Regions from separate parts of the Zea mays genome. Here region 2 is linked to region 1. The links are chromatin contacts, called in public Hi-C maps. All regions are on one chromosome and are shown on one strand. The core of a region is the stretch at or near the end of the contact, and the rest is flanking DNA. Distances in the headings are between cores, read along the strand shown.

Region 1 (5,518 bases), core at 2,419-4,918:
GGAGCGCGAAGACATGGTCACCTTCCAAGGGGGTCACCCTCCTTTTAAAGGCGGCTCTCCCTACTTGCGTCCCCAGTTGTCGTGGGCTGAGTCTTCTCCAACACACCCCAAGGATCTCCCCCAGGGCGCGGGGGCTGGGTCCCACACATCATGCAAGCCGGCTCAGAGCAGAAGAAGCCAAACCGCCGTGCGCGGTGCGTACAACCGCCCAGCGGTTACAAGCGGCCCTCCACTTTTGCCCAGACCAGCAGGCGAAAGGGCGGGCAGCCATGCAGGCGGCATGCAACCGCGCCAAGTGGGCGCACTTCTCCGACTCCCAACACGCCCGGCACGGAGGCCCAGGCCCACGCGTCATGCAACCGGCGCGCCGAATGCTTCGTGCATGCAGCTGCACCGCCACTTGCGCCACCACCGCGCCTCCTCGACTGCGGAACCAATACCGCGGCTCGAGGCGACCCAGCGCACGACCCAGCAGCGCCAGCCTGGCACGACGGTCAATACGGCCAAAAACGGGCCGGCAGTAATGGCGGTGGCAGGCGGGCAGGAGCAGCGGTCACGTCGTCAGCCAAGCCTACGTCCCATCCAGGGGAGACGAGAGAACCCTCTCTCACGGCGTGAAGACAACGCGCCCGTGTTCCGTTCCTCGAACGGCTCGCGCACGCGCAACGGCCGCCTCGCGAACCACTCGCCCCGTCGCATTAACTCCGCGGCGGGACAGGCGGCGTCCCTAGCAGGAGAAGCGGGCGACGCTTCGCCTTCGCCATAATGACCGCGTCAGAAAAGGTACGCCGCGTCGTTCGATTTCGTATCCTTTTCCTTTTTTCCTCTTTCTCTCTCTTGCAACAGGGACCGGGAAAGGGGGATACCCCGAAAAGGATCCTTCCCCGTGAAGGAACCAGGCTCCGAGCCTCCCTACTGATCAGAGGTTCGAAGGCTGGCCCCTCGAGAGGGTTCAACAGCCGCCTCAGAGCGTTTGGGCTCCACACCCACTACTGGTCAGAGGTTCGAAGGCCGGCCCCTCGGAAGGGTTCAACGGCCGCCTCAGGCTGCTCGGGCTCCGCGCCCACTACTGATCAGGGGTTCGAAGGCTGGCCCCCGAAGGGTTCACAGTCGCCCCGGACACAGAGCGAGGGATGACCATGGGTACGTTCGATACATAACCAAGGCTCGGGCTGCGCTCCCAAGGTACCCTAGGACATTTCCGAGACCAGCGGGAACGATCTTGTAACGGAATCCCATCAGAGGGAGGCATCGAGCCCTCGGACCCCGTCGCCAGGGGACCGGGTCCGGCAGATCACCCGCAGGTACTTTTGGGCGTGCCTCTGGGCCTCTAGCCGACCCCTAACGAATGGGGCACGGACGTCCACTCGGATTACCCGCCTGCAGCTCACCGGAGACACCATGTTCGGCGCCCACCGAGGGCAACATGGCGCTTTCCCCCCTCCTCCTTGCGGAAAGGCGACGCAGGGGCGTATGTAAAAAAGTCGAGTCTGTCCCTGATCGCCCTCTCGCCCTGTGCAGAGGCTCGGGGGCTGCTCTCGGAAACCCGGCTCCGGCCACACCGTTGACAGCGTCAACATACCAGCCCGAGAACTTGGGACCCGACCGTACACCCGGGCTACGGCCAGCTCGCATGAGGGAACAACCAGACCAGTCGAAGCATTACGCGGGGCATTAAGACCTCGGAGGAGTCAAACCACTCCTCCGAGGCCTCGGGGGCTACACCCGGCGGGTGCGCTCGCGCGCACCCGCCGGAACAAAACGCAACCGAGGAAGGCTGGTCCCCCTTGCAAAAAAGTGCGACGAAAGCCTCCAAGCGAGTGCTAACACTCCCTTCGAGGCTCGGGGGCTACTGTCGGGGATCATAATTAGGGGTACCCTCAAGGCTCCTAATTCTCAGCTGGTAACCCCCATCAGCATAAAGCTGCAAAGGCCTGATGGGTGCGATTAGGTCAGGGATCAGTCCATTCGAGGGACTCGATCGCGCCTCGCCCGAGCCTAGCCTCGGACAAGGGCAGCCGACCCCGGAGGATCTCCGTCTCGCCCGAGGCCCCCCTCCAGCGGCGAACATATTTCTGGCTCGCCCGAGGCCCTGTCTTCGCCAAGAAGCAACCCTGACCAAATCGCCGCACCAACCGACCAAATCGCAGGAACATTTAATGCAAAGGTGGCCTGACACCTTTATCCTGACGCGCGCCCCTCAGCCGACAGAGCCGAAGTGACCGCCGTCACTTCGCCGCTCCACTGACCGGTCTGACAGAAAAACAGCGCCGCCTGCGCCGCTCCGACTGCGGTGCCACTTGACAGAGTGAGGCTGACAGGTAGTCAGGCTCGGTCGCAGGCACCATAGGAAACTCCGCTCCGCCCGACCCAGGGCTCGGACTCGGGCTAAGCCCCGGAAGACGGCGAACTCCGCTCCGCCCGACCCAGGGCTCGGACTCGGGCTAAGCCCCAGAAGACGGCGAACTCCGCTCCGCCCAACCCAGGGCTCGGACTCGGGCTAAGCCCCGGAAGACGGCGAACTCCGCTCCGCCCGACCCAGGGCTCGGACTTGGGCTCAGCCCCAGAAGACGGCGAACTCCGCTCCGCCCAACCCAGGGCTCGGACTTGGGCTCAGCCCCAGAAGACGACGAACTCCGCTCCGCCCGACCCCCGGGGCTCGGACTCCGCCCCGGCCTCAGCCGTTGGTCTCCGCCTCACCCGACCCAGGGGCTCGGACTCGACCTCGGCCACGGAAGATAGACTCGACCTCGGCTTCGGAGGAGCTTACACATCACCCAACCTAGGGCGCAGACCCGTCACGTCAACAGGAGGCGCCATCATCACCCTACCCCGAGCTGACTCAGGCCACGAGAACAAGACCGGCGTCCCATCTGGCTCGCTCCGCCAGATAGGCAATGATGGCGCCCCGCATACTCTGTGACGACGGCGGCTCTCAGCCCCCTTACGGAAGCAAGAGGACGTCAGCAAGGACTCAACGGCTCCGACAGCTGTCCCTCCGCCAGGCTCCGGCACTCCTCCGACGGCCACGACATCACACCAGCTGGGTGCCAAAATCTCTCCGGCTGCCACAACGACATGTACTTAGGGCGCTAGTTCTCCTCCGCTAGACACGTAGCACTCTGCTACGCCCCCATTGTACACCTGGATCCTCTCCTTACGCCTATAAAAGGAAGGACCGGGGCCCTCTTAGAGAGGGTGGGCCGCGCGGGGACGAGGACGAGACACGCGCTCGCTTGAAGCCGCTCGCTCCCTCTCCCGCGTGGACGCTTGTAATCCCCTACTGCAAGCGCACCCGACCTGGGCGCGGGACGAACACGAAGGCCGCGGGATTTCCACCTCTCTCACGCCTGTCTCCGGCCACTTCGCTTCCCCTTCGCGCTCGGCCTCGCGTCGACACATCTGGGCTGGGGCACGCGGCAACATTCACTCGTCGGCTTAGGGACCCCCGGTCTCGAAACGCCGACAAGTGGGTATAGAAAGAAAATATAGAGGGAACCGCTACGGGAGATGAAAAAGTAGAGGATGAAATATTGATGATGTGACGTAAAAAATTTATATAGAGGGAAAAATTTAGAGATAACCGTTGCAGATCGTCTCACGCCGCTCACTCCTCCGATCTTTTCCAGCGCTTTTGATTTTTTTTTCTCGCGAAGCTCATCCCTACGCCGCTCAATTCTGGGATAAAAATCCCGCTGCCAGCCTCTGTCTTCTCCAGTTCTCCACCGCGCCCATTTCCTCTGCTCCATCTCTCTTGCTCGCCGGAGCTCCCTATTCGGCCGCGCCTCTGCTCGCTCGGTCGCCAAGCTCCCACGGCGCCCCTGCTTCGTGCTGGCCGCGTCTTCTTCTCTGCTCCTCCCTCGCCGTTGCTCCTGGTCGCAGCATCTCTGCTCGCTCGCGCCCAGCCGGAGCAGCCTCCTACACCAGCCGCTCCTCCCTGCTTCTCTCTCCCTCTCGCGTCTTGCTCCATCCATGGCCGTTCCCTGCTCTTCCTCCCCCAGCTCGCTCACCAGCCGTTCTTCCGAACTCGCCCCAGCCCCCAACCGCCGTGCGCCCTGCTTGATTTCCCCTATGTTACACGCCCACGCATCCGCGTGCTTCCTGCGCGCGAGCTTCTGCACGCCCGGGTCTTCTCCCTCAAGCTCCAGCTCCATCGCGACCCAGCCGAGTTCTCTCTCTCTCTGGTGCCGCGCTCCTGCTGCCCGCTCCTCCTTCAGCTCCCAGCCGCCGAAGCTCTCTGCGCGTGTAACGTACCAACACCAGAATTTGAGATCGCGAGCACCGCTCCCCGGTGCTCTCCACCTCCACCTCTCACGAAGTATTCACTATATCCAGAGTTGGGGTTTACAGGAGTTCAAGCCAGTACCGGTCGGCACAGCCGCCGTTCGCTCCTAGCACTTCCGTCCTTTCCTCCTCCCCCTCTTGCATACGGTTCAGTCTCCCTTATTAATACGATAGCGACCAACAGGTGAACAGAAACAATACAAGGCAGGAAGCCTACTGGGTCCAATCTGGCCCAAAAACACGGCTGTTGGGCCGCACGACTCGCTTCTCCTTCATCTGTTGTTTGCTTGACGCCATGGTCCTGACATTCTCCCCTCCTTGAGTGGAGGCTTGTCCCCAAGCCTCAGCTTCAGGAAAACGTTGCTTAACCACTGGTTCATCTTCCCATGTAACGAGTTCTTCGGGCCATGCAGACCACTTGATGAGCACTTGTGGAACATCGCCGAAGGAGGTGTGGACGACTCGACGCTGCAAAATCTGCTCTGGCCATTGTAAGGAGTCTGAAATGGAAGGTAAAATAGAGCTAACCTGATCAGTAGAGCCCACTGCTTTCTTGAGCAAGGAGACATGGAACACATGATGTATAGCAGATGTAGCTGGCAATTGCAATTTATAAGCAACATGTCCAATGCGTGCCACGATTTGGAAAGGACCGAAAAACTTAAATGCAAGCTTGTGGTTGGCGCGTTTCACCAAGGAAGATTGGACGTAAGGTTGCAATTTCAAATAGACCCAATCGCCAACTTGGAATACTCTTTCGGAACGTAGTTTATCGGCCTGATGTTTTTGCCGCTGTTGAGCTCTGATGAGTTGCTGCTGAACCAGTTGAAGCATCAGCTTTCTTTCATGCAGCCAATCAGTCAGTGAAGGAACATCACATTGCCCAGGGAGGTCAATGCCCAGCTGCCGCGGAATATGGCCATAGAGCACTTCAAAAGGTGTTCTTTGAAGAGAGGAATGGTAACTGGTGTTATACTAGTATTCCGCTAAGGATAACCACTTTTTCCATTTCGTTGGGCAAGCTTGGATGAAGCAACAGAGGTACGTTTCCAAACATTGGTTCACACGTTTTGTTTGACCATCCGATTGAGGGTGATAAGCTGTAGTCATCCTAAGATCCACACCAGCAAGCTTGAATAGTTCTTTCCAAAAGGCACTTGTGAACAGCCGGTCTCTGTCAGTTATAATGGCCTGAGGAAATCCATGAAGTTTAAAAACATGGTCCATGAATTGA
Region 2 (5,674 bases), core at 972-3,471, 160 kb after region 1:
CAAGCCGAGTCTAGTAATAGGACATTGATTAATTTGATAAAAAAGAAGATATCTGATAATCCTAAACATTGACATAAGATTTTGTCTGAAGCTTTATAGGCTCATAGGATATCTAAACATAGGGCTACTAAAGTGTCTCCTTTTGAGCTTGTCTATGGGCATGAAGCAGTGTTGCCTGTGGAAATAAGTTTGAATGCTGTCAGGTTCGCCAGACAAAATGATCTAACTGCTACTGATTATTATAATTTAGTGATGGATAATATTGATGATGTGACCGACAAGAGGATGATAGCTTTGGGAGCAATAGAAAAGGACAAGATCATGGTAGCCAGGGCCTACAACAAGAAGGTCAAAGCAAAATCATTTCAAGTAGGGGACCTGGTGTGGAAGACTATTCTGCCTCTAAGGAGTAAAGATCGGAAGTTCGGGAAATGGTCGCCAAGCTGGGAGTGTCCTTATAAAGTAAAACAGGTGATGTCTGGCAACACCTATTTACTACAAACATTACAAGGCAAGGATTTGCCTAAGGCTTTGAATGAGCGTTTCCTCAAACAGTACCATCCTAGTATGTGGCAAGATGCCTAAGAGAACCGATGTAATCACATCGAGTTAGTTGCTTTTGGTTTGCTCAGCTCCACCAAAAGGCAGGGGGCATATGTTGAGCACCGTTTTGAGCCTGGCGGACGGTCCGGCCCTGAGGCCGGACGGTCCGCGGTCCGGACAGTCCGCGCCTGTGGGCCGGACGGTCCGCGCATGCGCAGAGCAGTTTAGGGTTCCGAGTTTTGTGCTATGTTTGTTGGCTAGATTTGCGGAATTAGCTCGGAATCCAGTCGTGTAAAGGGTCCAGCTCCCCTCCTATATAAAAAGAGAGGTCTACGTCCGATTAATCATCATCAATCGAATCAAACACTTCTATTTCACATTTTATCCTAGGAGTAGTTCTAGTCTAGTTTAGGTTTAGCCTCTCGATCCCCAAATTCTCTGCCTCTCCTCGACTCTACGTCGATTAGAGGAGTCTAGGTCGGCCTGCCCGAGCCTAGACAACTCCTAGGATCTCTCCTCCCCAACGGGGTCCCTCCCGGGAGCGAGATCCAGGCGCCGCCGGCGATCTTCCTCCGCCCCTGCGCACGCGCGGACCGTCCGGCCGTCAGGCAGGGAACCCGAGCTCCTGCACCAGGTCGCGAACCGTCCGGCCCTGTGCCGCGGACCGTCCGCGCCTGACCAGAGAGCACCGCCGCCTCACGCCAGGTCGCGGACCGTCCGGCCCTGTGCCGCGGACCGTCCGCGCCTGACCAGAGAGCACCGCCGCTGGTTCTTTTAAAGTGATTGGCGCCTCCAAAAAGGTGTCAACACCAGCAAGGCTAGAAAGGACAACCAATGGTGGAGAATTATGAGCGTTAGACACTTAGACGTGAGGTTCATGAAGTTAGGGTTTACTATTTGCTATATAATATGGACTAAGTAAAAAAAACTATGAGTCGATTTCGAATATCAACGAATAATCCGTAGGTGGTAGATAATATACTAATCCGTGCCCGCTAAATTTTGGATCGAATACGGATTTAAACTGAGTCAAAAAAAATGTATCCATATTCGATTTCGTCCAATCGGATATCAGACAAATATCTTCTCTATTAGACTGTACAAACGCATGCGTATGCTGTGCGACTTCTAGATCACGGACGTGCAAACACCAAGACGGACACACGAACAATGTGGGTGATGAATTTTGCAGCGGTAAACATGAAAAACGAGGGGATTGGAAGAAGATCAGCAGGCGTATCAATCGAGATAGATGCATTCTCCGCACGTGAAAAGATAGGGAGGGTATATAGAGAATTTTGTTTGAAGTTAATTTTTCTAATTTCTCCTAAAATATGTTTTGGAATTAGGGATATTAAACCGTCTAAAGTAGTCTACTCATAATTTAAAAAACATTACTCTAAACTATAGATTACACTATACGAGTAGTAGAATTTGATTATATTTATAAGATAAATAAGTCGCCCGAGGAGATAGTCTAGAGCTATTGTAGATGATCTTAGATAAGACAACGACTAATATGTAAACAGATACTAGGTACAAACGTGCAAGCAGATTTTTTGGTCTGTTAGATCTGAATCTAACGATACATATAATTGTAGTTTGTTAGGTTTTTTTATAAAGCTATTTCAGGTAGTGGTAAAAGAGTTTAAGTGCTAAATATAACATACCCTTAGTTCTAGATTTAACATATGAAAATATCAGCTTGTACATTTGCACCTATTAGGGCTTGTTCGTTTTGCTCTCAATCCATGTGGATTGGGTGGAATTGGATGGGTTTCAATCCCAAACAAGTCAAAATCTTTCACAATTTTTTCCAATCCCATCCAATCCACATGGGATAGGAATAACCGAACAAGCCCTTACTTGGTTGCATATCAGTCGTCGTTGCACTTACATACGTTCCAGTACCCCGCGCTAGACGCTACTGCCACAATACCGCTTGATTGTAGGGCACAACTGTCAGCTACAGGTGGCCGTGTGGCACGGCCGGGATCCAGCTCGTCGTCTCACCCTCTTCTCCTCTTCCACCGACGGCGACCGCCCCCAATTTTCTCCTACCCCTCCGCCTTCACTGAGGTCCCCGAGATCCGAGTTTCCTTGCCCTGGTAAACCATAATATCATCACGCCTCGTGCCCAAATCGGACGCACGCACTCCCGGTCGAATTCCCTCGAGCGGAGCAGATTTGGATCCGGCTCGGCCAGATGGATCCCGAGGACACCACCCCACCGGCGCCGAGCCAAGGTGATGCGGAGACAACTCCGCCGCCGGTGTTGGAAGTGGCGGCGGGGGAGGACAGCCTAGCTAGCGGGGGCGAGGCGGCCGAGCGGGCCCACGAGGAGGAGGAGCTCGCGCGGGAGGTCATGGAGCTCGGCCTCCAGAACGAGTACCTTAGGTCCCAGATTGCTGGCGTCCGCCCGGCGGGTGACGCGGACGAGGTCCCCGGGCTTGTGAGGGGCTGGAAGGAGCAGGTGGAGAGGATGAGCAGGGAGGTGCAGGAACAGCGGCTGACGCGGGAGGCCACGGAGAAGGCCCTGGAGCACGTCAACGTGGCCTATGCTGAGGCTGACGGCAAGGTGCAGGAGCTTACGGCCAAGCTGGCACAAGGTGAATTGTAGTCGGGCACCGACCACTGGTGAAGCTGGAACGACTCTCGTACTTTTGCTAAGCTTATTGTTGTGTTTTGTCCCTACTTTCCTTACTAGTTTGCCACATTGCGAGTAAGAGCCTGTCCTTGCGTGTTGTCAGCGAAAAGCCAAAAACCCAACTAACAACCGAATTTTTCCCTGCATTTATCGGCAAGGGCGCAACTTCATTGCATGTCAGTTAAATACATGTCATGCCAACAATTTGAATCATCCATCATGGTTGTAGGCAGTGGATTTGCTATTGAGCTTGTCAGTTATTCCATATTATTGGAATAGCTTTTCTTCCTAATGTATGCTTGGGATTATGAAGTATAGGCTGTTAGAATATCCACACCAATCGCAATGGCTAGGATATTATTGGTTTTAGAAAGTTGTATTTATTAGTTTTGGGGAGTGGGTCCAGTAAGAACTGATGGGCATGATGTTTCTCAGATCAAAATACACTGATAAGTTATTCACGACAAAAGTAACAATGAAGCAGATACCCCAACAGGATGCCTCTATTGACAGAAACACACAGGTCAAAAAGGTTTAACATAAAAGTTGAGAAATCTTATTTACCTGGAATTGGCGGACCATTTTTACTGATAATGTTGGCTGTAGCATATTTAGTAACATAGTAAGGTAAGCTCAATCTGCTCTCTACTGTCTTAGAGATTTCTGCAATGAAGGATGTCAAATATAAATACTTTCTGTGCTATCTGCTATATCTTCCTCTGGTCCGTTGCATCTCTTGCTATACTCAGAAATTTCTCATCAATAGGGTGGGCATACACCATGTACCATACCATAACATATACTAGATAGAACTGTGATCACAGAGCTTATTTGTTCTTGTAAAATTACTAAGGTTGTTGATTTTTCTAACCACCTATAAAACCTCAGTCCCTACCCCAAATTGCTTGAACCTGTTGTTTTTATGGAAACGCAGTAAATTCTTAAATGTTTAAGAAGGTGCTCTGGATGTCTCAATGGGCCTGCTCAGCTGCCCTTTGGTCTGCAGCTGCAAGCTAGTTAGCTTATGACACTGGAGAGGTGCTGTTTGGCTCCTGCAGCAAAAAATGGTTGTTTGTAATAGTCACATAGGATCCTTTTCTGTGTAGCTGATTAAGGGATTAAAAGTTACTTTTACTTTTCTAGTCTAGAATAAAATCAATGTCGATCTTTAATATCTTACAACTATAATGCACCAGTTTCGACAGCATGGTTTTTAAAGCGGTAAGGCGCTCCAAGGCGTTGGACCAACGCCTAGGCGCCTAGGCGACGCCTAGGCGAGGTAGGCGGGCAAGGCGCCTAGGCGTCAGACCACCGCCCGGACGCCTAGGCGTCGCCTAGGCGACGCCTTAAAAACAGTGTTCGACAGTCGTCACGCGAGAAGTGCGTAGGTCTATTCCCCTCCCTTACCAGTGGACCGTTATCCCATAGATAGGCAGTGAAAACCACCCAAGCCCCTACCCCACAGATGGGCCCTGAGGAACCACCCAAGCCTAACACGACAGGAAGCTACACGTAGCGCAACGCTCTCACATAGTATCACCTCGCTAGCTGAAGGAGGATGAGCGACGGAGCGACTAAGCGAGCTATAAAAAGGCGTGTCGGACTCCTTTTCAACTCATACCTTTCTAGCCCTTTTGACTAATATAAAATGTAATATTTGTTCTTGTGTGTTGTTACAACGTACGGACATTGTACTAGTCTACCATGATTTTAATGATTGCAATTGCATAATAGATTAAGGTTAAGCTTCTGTGGTATGATTCATGGACTATGAATGTATTATTATAATTTTGATCCAATCACATGCTAATGTTTGCGTGATAGAGAAGAGGGAGACATCAGGGCATCAAAGTTGACCTGCAATGACTGCCATGATTACAATGACTGCAATTGCATAATGGATTAACAATTAAGCTTCTGTGCTATGACTCATGGACTATGTATGTATTGTTATATTTTGAGCCAATCACATGCTAATGTGTGCGCGATAGAGAAGATGGAGCCCTCTGGGCATGTGCAAGGAAAAGATGGTCATGTTCTGTAGTTCATTACAACTCTTCTGCATGTTGATTATTTTCTAAAAGGGTTTAAAACTGAGAAAGTTGTAATTGTAAGATGACTGTGAATACATTATCATTTTGCAGTTTTCTTGTGCTTCGTTCTACCTAGATTTGCCAACGGATAGTGGTACAATGCAATAACTTCTAAAGTGCCATTTAGTTATTGAAGAGGATAAACTTCTGAATTTTATTTTGGATTTGCTGTATCTTAGCTTTATCATATTACACCTTGCTATATCATTTTTATCTGTAACACAACCTAGTTCTTGCTGCTACTTTTTTTGTTTCAGAATCTAATTCATCATTAGTTCCATGCATGTAGCTGAACAAAAAATGGAAAAGGAACTAAAAGAACGCGATGACAAATATCTTGAGCTGGAAACCAAGCTTCAGAGGCTTCTCAAGCGTGCAAAACAACGTATAC

Evidence for each region. Hi-C and Micro-C count contacts between places; a contact is called where the count stands out from the background.
Region 2: a contact with region 1 is called in a Hi-C map of tassel, with 3 times the contacts expected there. The contact joins the promoter of LOC103649231 here to the enhancer-like site in region 1. A contact is called at or near these places in 2 of 25 Hi-C or Micro-C datasets (ear and tassel).

What each region holds. Positions count from the first base shown.
Region 1 is chr2:205,582,388-205,587,905 of Zm-B73-REFERENCE-NAM-5.0, forward strand. No RefSeq gene overlaps it. Among protein-coding and RNA genes, the nearest start is that of LOC100304238, 24 kb to the left of the region's middle. Within about 2 kb of position 3,669, at least 17 of the 20 cell types and tissues checked have an H3K27ac peak or open chromatin away from gene starts, as enhancers often do. A contact at or near this core is called in ear and tassel, where this site is marked.
Region 2 is chr2:205,744,663-205,750,336 of Zm-B73-REFERENCE-NAM-5.0, forward strand. LOC103649231 (protein GRIP) reads left to right here and starts at 2,222. Exons shown (of 21, transcript XM_020548559.3): 1 at 2,222-3,152; 2 at 5,573-5,674. The coding sequence starts at 2,750.